Linked DNA regions of Danio rerio: region 1 is linked to region 2. A link is a contact called in public HiCAR-type data. All regions are on one chromosome and are shown on one strand. Each heading gives the region's core, a stretch centred on a gene start, on an enhancer-like site or on the middle of the called end of the contact. The rest is flanking DNA. Distances are from core to core; before and after follow the strand shown. Region 1 overlaps klf8 (Kruppel like factor 8). Region 2 holds the start of klf8 (Kruppel like factor 8).

Evidence for each region. HiCAR-type assays count read pairs that join an accessible place to other places.
Region 1: a contact with region 2 is called in a HiCAR-type map of caudal fin, with 4 times the contacts expected there. The contact joins the enhancer-like site here to the promoter of klf8 in region 2. A contact is called at or near these places in 4 of 18 Hi-C or Micro-C datasets (caudal fin, embryo, hematopoietic stem cells and 1 more) and 3 of 4 datasets of contacts at active chromatin or transcription factors (caudal fin, embryo and gastrula embryo).

What each region holds. Positions count from the first base shown.
Region 1 is chr21:41,404,966-41,410,990 of GRCz12tu, forward strand. It overlaps klf8 (Kruppel like factor 8), which reads left to right. Exons shown (of 6, transcript NM_001080003.2): 4 at 2,100-2,211. Among named protein-coding and RNA genes, the nearest start is that of klf5l, 49 kb to the right of the region's middle. Within about 2 kb of position 2,831, at least 25 of the 62 cell types and tissues checked have an H3K27ac peak or open chromatin away from gene starts, as enhancers often do. A contact at or near this core is called in caudal fin, where this site is marked.
Region 2 is chr21:41,333,923-41,340,029 of GRCz12tu, forward strand. It overlaps klf8 (Kruppel like factor 8), which reads left to right and starts at 2,575. Exons shown (of 6, transcript NM_001080003.2): 1 at 2,575-2,867. The coding sequence starts at 2,841. It overlaps rbm41 (RNA binding motif protein 41), which reads right to left and starts at 330. Exons shown (of 8, transcript NM_001007405.2): 1 at 282-330. The coding sequence starts at 289.

The DNA of each region.
Region 1 (6,025 bases), core at 1,581-4,080, 71 kb after region 2:
TTTAGCTTATTTCTTCCTCCCCCCCCCCCCTCCTCTTTTCTTTGTCCTGTGGAGTCGAGAACTGTGTGCTTGCCAAAAAACACAAAGAAAGCTTCTCACAAATTTAAAATAATGGTCTGAATCATATTAGGTCCTGGAAGTGATGTTGTTTGAATTAAATTGTAGGCAGGAAGGCTGTTCTGGTCTTGATTTAATGGCTTATTTGAGAAATGGCTCCAGTGTTCCACTCACACCTCATTTAAGTGGGAGGCTTTTTTAAACAAACGCAACGTGTGAACCGAACAGTATATACATATATAGCCGGGTTCAAATGAGACCTTGTTGGAAATCTAAAAATTCGAATTTTAAAGGGGACCTATTATATCACTTTTCACAAGATGTAAAATAAGTCTCTGATGTCCATTGAGTGTGTATGTTAAAATTCAGCTCAAAATATTTCATGGATAATTTTTTATAACTCTTTTAGGCTCCTTTTAGGCTTTGATCTTAATTGTGCATTTGTGTCACTTTAAATTCAAATTTTTCCAGCTCTCTTTTTAAAAGAGGACAGAGCTATAAATGCCTGTGTGTCATAATATATCTCTGTATTGTATATTTAGAGTGTGTGTTATTTGCAGATTTAAGAACCAGACAAAACTGTTGTATGTATGTATGGATGGATGTATGTATGTATGCATGTATGCATGTATGTATGCATGCGCGTGTGTGTATGTGTGATTGTATGCATATATACACACACAACCACAGTAAATTTAGATATAAACATATGTATAGATACAGAAATAAAGATATAGATATATAGATAGTATTTTGCGGTACTATATATATACTTGTACTATATATAGTACTTACACACACACACACACACACACACAGAGTAGAAGTCAGAATTATTAGCCCACTTTTGAATTTTTTTTCTTTTTTAAATATTTCACAAATTATGTTTAACAGAGTAAGGAAATTTTCTCAGTATGTCTAATAATATTTTTTTCTTCTGGAGAAAGTCTTATTTGTCTTAATTCGACAAGAATAAAAACAGTTTTTAAGTTTTTATGAACTAGTTTATGTTTGACTGTCAACAGAAAAAAACATCATTATACAATAACTTGCCTAACTACTAATCTGCCTAGTTAACCTAATTAACCTAGTTAAGCCTCAGGTGAACGATGTAGGAATTACAACAGTTTGCATTTGTGCCTCCTACTTGTTAAGGGACCAAAAGTAATTGGACAGAATACTTATAAATCAAACTTTTACTTTTTAATACTTGGTTGCAAATATATATATTTAAGTTTGAGTAGCTTATTTTTTATTTTTCTAATTAATTGTAGTATTTATTATTAGTTTTTTAATTATTATGCCTGTAGAGATTTTATTTATTTTTAAACTGGACAAAACTAAGAAATGTATTTTTGGTAACTAACTTTAAAAAATTCTTGTTAAGGCCAGTTACTGCAATCATAGGTGTTCATAAGACTGTCATGACAACTTTATAATCATGACGTGACACAAGTCATATATATGAAGCAGATTTCATGCATGTTTATGACAACAAGTCATTCGCTCTGTTATGTCAAAGGGAAATGAGAGATTGTTTGAGATGTCTTTAGGACAGCTTGACATTACCAAGACAACATACAACTTGTCGTAAAAAACATTTTCATGATAAATTCAATTGTTCCACTGTAGTTGAGGTCCAGAAAAATACGAAGGACCCTGTTATAATATTCATGACACAGTTATAAACTCCTCATGAAATGTTTATAACAGATTTAGTACAAGTTAAGTTGTCTTGGTAATGTCAAGTTGTCATGAAAAAGAGGCGGTCAGGTTCTGTTGTCTTATAATGTCAATGACAAAGACATCTCACGTTTGCATTTAAAACAACATAACTGAACTTATGACACTAAATGACAGTTGTTATAAGCATGCATAAAATCTCTTTCTTATTCGTGACGTTACTTCTTTAAGTAAATTGTTGCCATTTGTTTTCCTTATATTTATGTTTATATGTTATTATTATATTCAACTCATTATTGAAATACAAATCAGCATTTAAGTCTAATCTCTTATTTTTCTTCTCTTGTGTGTGTTTTCAGTGCGCATAAAGCCGGGCTCCACCTCTCCAGTGGAGTATCAGTCTGAAAGTGATGCTGAGAGCGGCACAGAGTCTGGATCGGCCTCTTTTAGCACGCAAGGGATGGAACCTAGGTGAGGGAGAAACGGCATCTGCATATACATCTATCTCCATGCTTTCATCTAGAAATATATATGGCAGGGTAACTGGCATCCTGGTCTAATGGCATCACTGCACCACTTCTCTGGACGATTACATAACCTTCAGCACACTGGAGGCCCGTGGCTCTTCTTTGCCTTGATTACAAGCTGGATGCATCCTCTTCTGTTGTGTGTGTGTGTGTGAGTTGCTGGGCAGGGTTCTCTCCAAACTGGGTGTAAACAATGTTACATAACTTGCAATGTCGTCACACCTTTGAAACACAGAGTAAAATGCAAAGAAGGACAGACAGAAGTGGCTGGGCAGTCAGCAGAATGAAGATCAAGAGGGTCTTTCGTGTAGAATTGTTCGAACATGCGGGCAGATGATTGTTGGAAGAGGGAAAAATTCTATGGAAATGAGTTGGGAGAATGAGGGGAAAGGGAGTGAACTGGTTTACAGTGAGGGAGGGGAAAGGAAGAGGTTGAGAAGGAGAAAGAAAGAGGAAGGAAAGGAGGAGAAAGAAAAAACATGACAGGGGGAGGGGGATTGGGAGAGGGATCGGCATTGAACTGGAAGCTCTCCAGCTGTATGGAATTTAGATACACATACAGATTTGCTCGTCAGCGCCCCCTGGTGGACACATGAGGCTCTCGCGTGAGGGTCGTGAGTCACAGTGTCATGGTGCTACAGTATTTGCATATATTAGTCATAATTCTGTGATGGCCCAGAATCATTTTAAGTAGCATTTTCATAATGCCAGGTTATAACATGCATGCATAACCATTAGCGGCTACTGTTTGGTTCTATTAATATTGATTTTACTTTATGAAATCAGCGGAAATCACAGAACAGAGAGGTAGAATATAATTCCGTATGAGTTTATAGTGTGTGTGTGTGTGTTTATACACACACACACACACGCATATATATATATATATATATATGTATGTATGTATGTATGCATGTATGTATATGTGTATGTATGTATGTGTACGTATGTATGTATGTATATATATATATATACATACATACATATACACACACACACACACACACACACACACACACATACATATATATATATATAAATAAATATATAAATAAATATATATAAATAAATAAATATATATATATATATATATATATATATATATATATATATATATATATATATATATATATATATACATATATATATATATATATATATATATATATATACATATACACACACACACACACACACACACACACACACACACACACACACACACACACACACACACAGTTGAAGTCAGAATTATTAGCCCCCTTTTGATTTTGATTTTTTGAATATTTCCCAAATGATGTTTAACAGAGCAATGACAATTTCACAGTATGCCTGATAATATTTTTTTCTTCTGGAAAAAGTCTTATTTGTTTTATTTTGGCTAGAATAAAAGCAGTTATAAATTTTTTAAAAACCATTTTTGAGACAAAATTATTAGCCCCTTTAAGCTATTTTTTTTCGATAGTCTACAGAACAAACCATCATTATACAATAACTTGCCTTATTGTCTTAAAAAATATCAAGTAAAATATTATTTACTGTCATCATGGCAAAGATAAAATAAATCTGTTATTAGAAATAAGTTTTTAAAACTATTATGCTTAGAAGAGTGTTGAAACAATCTTCCCTCCATTAAACAGAAATTAGGGAAAAAATATACAGAGGCGCTAATAATTCTGACTTCAACTGTATGTATATATATATATATATATATATATATATATATATATATATATATATATATATATATATATATGTAAACACACGTGTGTGTGTGTATTGAACAACACCCATTTTTGTCTTGATATGAAAGATATATCAATGTGCAATACTGTATATGTAATATAGTGTTGGGCTAAAAGTAATACATAAAAGTTTTAAGTTTATCTTACTCTAAATAAGGCAAAAATAACAACACATACTGCCTTTCTTTGAAAAATAAATAACAATTTAGTTTGTTTTGTTTTGCTTTTCCCCAACACTGTCTATAATTGAACGTCATATAAACAGTCACTTTGTTTTTTTACTAGATGAATCAGGATAGTGTCAGGTCACTGTGTAATGCTGGTGGAGGAAAACGTTTCCTGACTCACTCCTCCAAAACATCCTAAGTGGCTTAATAATATTTAGGTCTGGTGACTGTGCAGGCCATGGGAGAAGGTCATCTTGCTGTGTGTATTGGTGCGTTATCATCCTGATACACAGCACTGTCTTCAGGATACAATGTTTGAACTATTGGATTCACATGGTCCTCCAGAATGATTTGGTAGTCCTTGGCAGTGAAATGGCCATCTAACAGAAGTGTTGGGCCTAGGGAATGTCATGATATTGCAGCCCAAACCTTCACTGATCACCCCACACTAACTCTCTCGGATATGGGAAAGACAGTGAAGGTGGTCTCATGTGATAGTGGAAAACATTTTCCTCCACCAGCATCACATGGTGACCTGGACACTGTTCTGCAAGCCTTTTATTTACTATAAATTATGAGCAAAAGTTTTTGGTAACACTTTATAATAACTACACACTATGAACCATTTATTAAGCATTAGCATGTAGTGAATTCATTATTTGTTAAGCATTGACTCTACATTAATAAATGTTAGTAAGCAGTTTATAACTGCAGCTACAAATGCTCTATTCTTGACTTATAAGCACCTATATAATGTGCTTAATAATTGTATTTTCATACTTAGATAACAATTTATTTTTCTTTACTAAATTAAGTATTGCATTATTTACAAACCAGTTGTATTTAAGAGTAGTTGAGGGTTTTAAGAATCATTCAGAATGAGTTAGAAAATTATTAATAAACTATTGAAATCAACATTTATATATCTTTAATAGTTAACTAATATGTTAATAAATGCTTTATTAACTCAACTTCATGCAGTTTTGTGACCTAATCTAAAATGAGGACTATTCATGCTTTATAAATCCCTTATAAATGACTAATAAAGGCTCAGAATCAAATAAACAAGAATCTCTGCAATCTTTTCTAAAAAGTAAAAATTATTGTAAAGTTCAAACATTGCCAAACAACAGGAGTGTCAAAATACGACATAATACTGGATAAAACAACAACAACAATACAATAGTTTAACAATGTAATAAGATGCAATGTTTAAACTCTACAGTGATTTTATTTTAGATTAGGTTGCAAAGATTTATTTTTCAATTGAAGTACAGTTTCATTTGTGTATCTTTAAATGAATAGGAATGAATAATGTCATTTTTTTAATAATTTAACTGAGCCTTTATTTGTGATTTATAAGGGATTTATAACGCATAAATAGTCCTCACTTTAGATTGAGTCACAAAACTAGGTGAAGTTGAGTTAATAAAGCATTTATTAATATACATAGTAACCATTAATATATGCCTGAATAATCAGAAACCCTCAACTACTCTTAAATACAAATGGTTTGTAAATAATGCGATACCTAATTTAGTAATGAAAAATAAATCATTAACAAAGCATGAAAATACAATTATTAAGCGCATTTTAAATATGTTTGTAAGTCAAGAATAGAGCATTTGTAGCTGCAGTTATAAACTGCTTTCTAACGCTGATTAATATAGAGTTAATGCTTAGCAGATAATGAAGTCACTATTTGCTGATGCTTAATAAATGATTTGTGGTACCAAGTTTTTTTTTTTTTTTCACAAAGCTTCAATAATTTAGAAACGTTATAAAGATGCATAATATATAATACAGTTTGCTTTATAGAGTTAAACGTGTTACAGTGTTTGTGTTA
Region 2 (6,107 bases), core at 1,325-3,824:
TCAGGTCAAAAAAAGATATACAATAACGATAAACTAAATAAAACAATGATTTATGATCAACATTAAAACGTGTCGTACGTTTAATTAACTACCACTCAACCTATCGACCAATGTGTGTTATCATCATCAATAAGTCTTAACGGCTGTAATCGACTAGACCTTAGTGATGGGATTTTTCAAATCAGAGTTCATTGAAAGTCAATGTTTTGGTTTGACAAGTTTTGTTACTGGCTTCAGACCGAAACTAAAAACAAAAAATACCGTTTAGTCCTCTTCCTTACCGCTTCATGTTTACACTTTCCCTCTATTTCCCGTTCCGACAGGAAAGAAGCTGTGGCGGAGAGGATTTTGGGAAATGTAGTTTTAACTCAAAGACTCTCATTCGCGGTGCTCTGCAAATGCCTATCTTTGTAAAAAAAAAAAAAAACCTTAACAGTATTTTCATCCTTCTTTTATTCAAATGTATTGAACTAAACTAAACTATTAAAATGTGCTAAACAGTTTAATTAATAAATAAATAAAATAAAAAAACGAGTTTAGGACTAATTGATTTTTATTTGTGTACTTTCAATTTACACAGTTTATCCAACAAAAGGAAACCATTACTAAACCAATTTATTTAAAAGGGATTTGTTTTTGTTTATTACTCAAAAAAGCAAAAACAAGCAAACACAAAAAACAGTGTAAAATCTTGCGTTGATTCAGAAAGCGAGCACTATGATGGCAGCTGTTGTGATATTGACATTGCAGCCACAAAAATATTAACATGATCACTCATTTATAGCCCTTACAGTCCTGGTGAAAATAAACGCGTATATGTCCCAGCTTCATATTTCCCGTTACACAAATACTTCCAGTTAAGTGGAAAGAAAAGACCATGGGAAATGTGTTTCAGAACAACTGAACATCACAGTCTATAGAAGCAGATTCATTCAAGCCTTTATCCTAAATTATAACTGTATACATTCATGACCCTCCACCTGAATGTCGGATAAGTCAACCATCCAATCTTCAGGGTATGATTGCTGAAAGTTGGCTTTGTAAGTAAGCCGTAATGGTGCGACAAATATATTTACTGCGTAGTTTGTATAGTAACCCTTTACATTGCAATATGCTACATTGTAACTTGCGTACTGTTGGTGAATCCTTGCCTTCCTATCAGCTGAAAAGTTTTGCTGCCACTCACCAAACTCTTCTCGACTATTCTCTATAAACTGAAGACATATTTCTATGTGAAATATATATTTTATATACCAGCAGTTTTTGAAATACTCATCCTGCATTAACAACAATGCCCTCAAAGTCTCTTTATTCATCTTTCTTCGTCTTCAGATGCTCAGTTTGAACTTCTGCAGATTGTCTTGACCACGTGCCTTAACGCATTGAGTTGCTGCCCTGTGATTTGGACAGTTTATGTAATAAACAGCTATTTAATTTTGTTTCTATTTTTTCTCAAGGTTTTCCATGTTTCATTTTAATTATTGCTTCATTCAGTAAACACTTTAAACTAGTCAAAATAAAAGTGTTATTTGTTAAAATGTATGATTATGTTCTAACAGTATTTGTACTTTTATTTGGGAATAAATGCCATCAGTTTGCAGAACAAAACAAAAGTTTTTTTTACACAAACACAACGAACGCCACTTGGTCAAAATAACAAAAGGGATATATTCAGACATGTTTATAGACTATTTATGTTAACACATTGATGTTTTTTGCTACTTAAAAGTAAATATATATATATATATATATATATATATATATATATATATATATATATATATATATATATATATATATATATATATATATATATTAGGTAGAATAACCCTGCCTCTCAGTAACAAAAAAAAAAACAAAAAAAAGATGAATTGCCATTTTATGGGGGAAAATGCTCCAAAAAAAAAACAAAAAAAAAACGATATTTTTACCCAAACACATACCTACGAAATCCAATTTATTTCCGATACAGGGTTCCACACTATTCATTCAGGTTATCCCAACACAAATAGATTAAGTCAACTAAACATTTAAGTGGATTGAACATAAAACGATCAAGTTGTCCCACATAAAATCTCAAAAATTGTGTTGTTTTAGCTCATTTTAAATACGTAGTTCGAACAAGCAGCAATATATATATATATATATATATATATATATATATATATATATATATATATATATATATATATATATATATATATATATAAAACTGTACTACAAATGCTGAATAATGCAATATGAACAAACACACTAAGAACAATAAATAAAATACGTCTTTTTTGTCTGCTTTTGCTCAAATTAGGGGTAATTTTATCTCCAAAAACTAGTCATTCTCATATAAGGCATCATCACCTCTGTAACACATGCAAAAAAGGACCAAAAAAAGTCGAGCAACTTCGAACATCCGGTGCAACTTGACGTCATTAGGCGAGGTGACAAAGTGATGATGATGATGTTTCTGAACTTCTATTATTGTGGTGGCGCGCTGACACACACACACACACACACACACACTTGCAGCGGCTGTGATTGACACAGTGAAGGGGTGGGGACGCAGGGTGGGGTCAGCAGCAGGGAGAGGCGGAGGAGAGACTCACAGCTCGAGCCCAACCCTGAAACACGGCAACAAACACACACCGAAAGACGAACGGGGCGACGGAAAGAGGGCTTGTTTCTCGACGCCAGGGATATGATTTCTGTGAACCTCCGAGCCAACGAGCGCACATTTCTTCTCTAATACTGAGGCGGATAATACTGACTGTTATTCAAATCTCACCCCGCCCGAGCCGACCGACCCCCCCTCCACTCCACCCCTTCACCGCCGCTTAGATACCGAGATGCACACGGAGACTCGGAACAAAAAAGTAAGTCTGTTTATCGTTTGCAATCGACACATTTGCAGCATAGCTTTGGCCGGCTGTGGTTGTTCGCTTTCTGTTCTGCAGGACTCCTCCGGAGTTCCTCATCTGTGAGCAGTTACCCGGTTTCGGTTTGCTCTGCCGTTAACCGTAATGAGCCGATAATATCATCTGAGCGATTCCCGTGCATGCGCCTCTGAGCCCGTGCTTAACTTATCCGCGAACCTGACACGTTGACTCGGGCGCATTTAAAACAGCTGTGCAAAGTGTTAAAGTCAGATAGGGAGAGATTGAGCGACTCGTCTGTCAGAGCCGTCGAGGGTCTGCAGTGCCGTTTTAAAGCGGTGAAGGCAGGAAGGAAGCGCGCCGAATGCAGCTCGCCGGAGAGACACCATCTTAGCTGCTTTCTTAAAGGGGCCGCAGCCTTTATTCTTATGGGGTGATGAGGACATTCTGTTATGCTTGTTGGTCCTCTCAGTTCTGTGTTTTGTATTCCGTGGCTTTCGCTGTTATAAAGAGATGTCAGTGTTTTGGCTAATAATGTCAGGCTCCAGCTAATACCACGCAGGTTACAGCAGTAGACTGTAAGTTATACATAAAACTGTCATGAACATCCCATGATGTCAAGTGAGAAAGGGAGGGGGTGCATTAGTGTAAGTGGTTTGTTTGTTTGTTTGTTTGTTTTTGTTGCACATACACATGTATTGGAACGTCAGGGTCATCATATTGACACGTCTCCTCCTGTAGTACCCTTGAATGTATCTGCAGGGTCATACATTACATTAATTAAAAACATTTTAGCACAAATTTGACTATCACTTATCTTGTTCTGAAATGTACTTGCTCTGGCATTTACAAATTGGAAAAAACATCTATGTTGACGTTTATCAAGCATGTTAATCAAATAATCATTTTTAATTTATTGTAAATATGTACAAACTTAATACAAACATCTACATCTCACAACAATTAAGAACAAATAAAACAAAATATTATATTAACAATACTATCAAAGTATAAATAGATGCTAGGGGTAAAAATAAATAAATAGCTAAGATAATAATAAGAAAAACATTTTATTATTTAAATTATATTTACATAATACTTCATAAGTGTTTTTGTGGCTTTTCTGTTTTCAATGTTACACAGTGTAGTACCATATTGTTTAAATGGTAAGCTAATTTCTTGTCATGTTAATCAAATAATCATGTTATTATAGGCTAATCAAATGATTTTAATAGAAATAAACTGACTAACTGTTATTTTTGTTTCGATAAAAGTTTTGATATCACAAACGCTATTGATTATTTCTAAAAATTTAATTTACAATTGACGATCCACAGACCAGTATTGTAACTATTTCATATAAATACAGTGAGTAGTCAGAAAAGGGATAGAATGTAGCATATGGAAAACAATCAATTCATTGCTTTGGAGAATACATGCAAATTAAATCGCAGTCAAAAAATAATTAATTAATTAATTTAATACATTTAAAACTGTATTTTGTCAACAACGTGAAAAAGTTAATTGTTTATTATATCACAATTGCTATTATAATATTGTAATAATAAATGCTAATGTTACAAACAAAACATTAGTCCATGGTGTTAATAAAGAGCTAATTATGCAAAACAACAACTGCTATATAACCACTAAGGCTGCACAAATAATATTTGACCTGCATAAGTTTCACTACTATATTTTTTATGATAACGGAATTTAAGAATTGAAACAAAACAAAGCTCTGATCGGCGGCTGCACCAATAAGCTTAAATGAAATGTGTGCTGTTGGTAATAAGGCTTAGCACTCCGAAATAACTCGGCTAAGTTCAAACGCTGTATTTGTAGATTTTAGATCCCCTAAATTGACAATCTCCTCATGAAGTTTTACATTCCACTAGTTTATTTAATTGTAATTAATTGAGAGTTTTATGTAATTTAGCAGGTGCAGTTTTTGCCCCCAAGGTACTTTGCAGCAGAATGTAGTTATTAAAATAATAAAATAATATGCTAATGTAACTATTGTTTCCTACTGTGATAAATGGCTCGTAGGTTAATAAATGGGTGATTGGTAAATATGTAATATTGTTGTTGACTGTTGCAATAACGATCTTTCTTTTGATATTACTAACTTGCAAAATGTTTTTCTGTCAGCAATTTAAAAACAAGACAATTAATTTTGTAATCATCATTTTAAGATAAACAGGTATTAGAGCTAAAAAAAAGATATTAAGGTGCAAACATTTAGACTTCAAAACACCACAAATGACCTCAGCAGAAATTCTGATTTATAATGTTGTCAAATGCTTTTGAAAACTGATTTTTATCTTAATAATGGTCTAAGCAATGTCTATATCGATTAAATAAAGTTAATTTTATTCTGCAAAAAGGATATTGCATATACTGTTATTGCAAAAGCGACAATGTTTCTATTTAGTTTACAGCCTTATAGCATCAGTGTAAATGTGGATTTTGTTGGGATGAAGCATCTGCAATGCACACACACACACACAGGGAATCTAAATGGTGTATCCATTAGACTTAAGTTGTTATAAAACTGTGGCTGTCACAATGCAGTTTGCAAATGTCGCGATTTACAAAAAAAGAGATGAACCAGCCACTTGATGAAGCCTGTCCTGACTTTCAGTTTCAGTAGAAACATTAAGGCAGTGTGTCCACCGAAGAGTTTTTGCAGCACAAAAACACTTGATAGATGCACAGCTTAACACTTTGAGTAACGATGTGCATTTTGTGGCACTTCCGTTAAACTTGGTGATAAAAACAAAAATAACAATGCCATTAGTCCAAAATATTTGACTACTAACTGCAGCATATGGCCATTCAAGTATTCTAGAGAGGCGTCTGGTTTATTTAAGAAGAAAATAATATCTTGAAAACATTTGAATTATTATATGTGCCAAATCTTAAAATGCCCAAATATATTGTAGTTAGGGCGACACGGTGGCTCAGTGGTTAGCACCATTGCCTCACAGCAAGTAGGTCGCTGGTTCGAGCCTCGGCTGGGCCAGTTGGTATTGCATGTTCTCCCCGTGTTGGTGTGGGTTTCCTCCGGGTGCTCTGGTTTCACCAACAGTCCAAAGACATGCCCTTTAGGTGAATTGAATAAGCTAAATTGGCCGTAGTGTATGAGTGTGAATGTGAGAGTGTATGGGTGTTTCCCAGTGCTGGGTTGCAGGAGGTGCATGAAACCTGCCGGATAAGCTGGCAGTATATTCCGCTGTG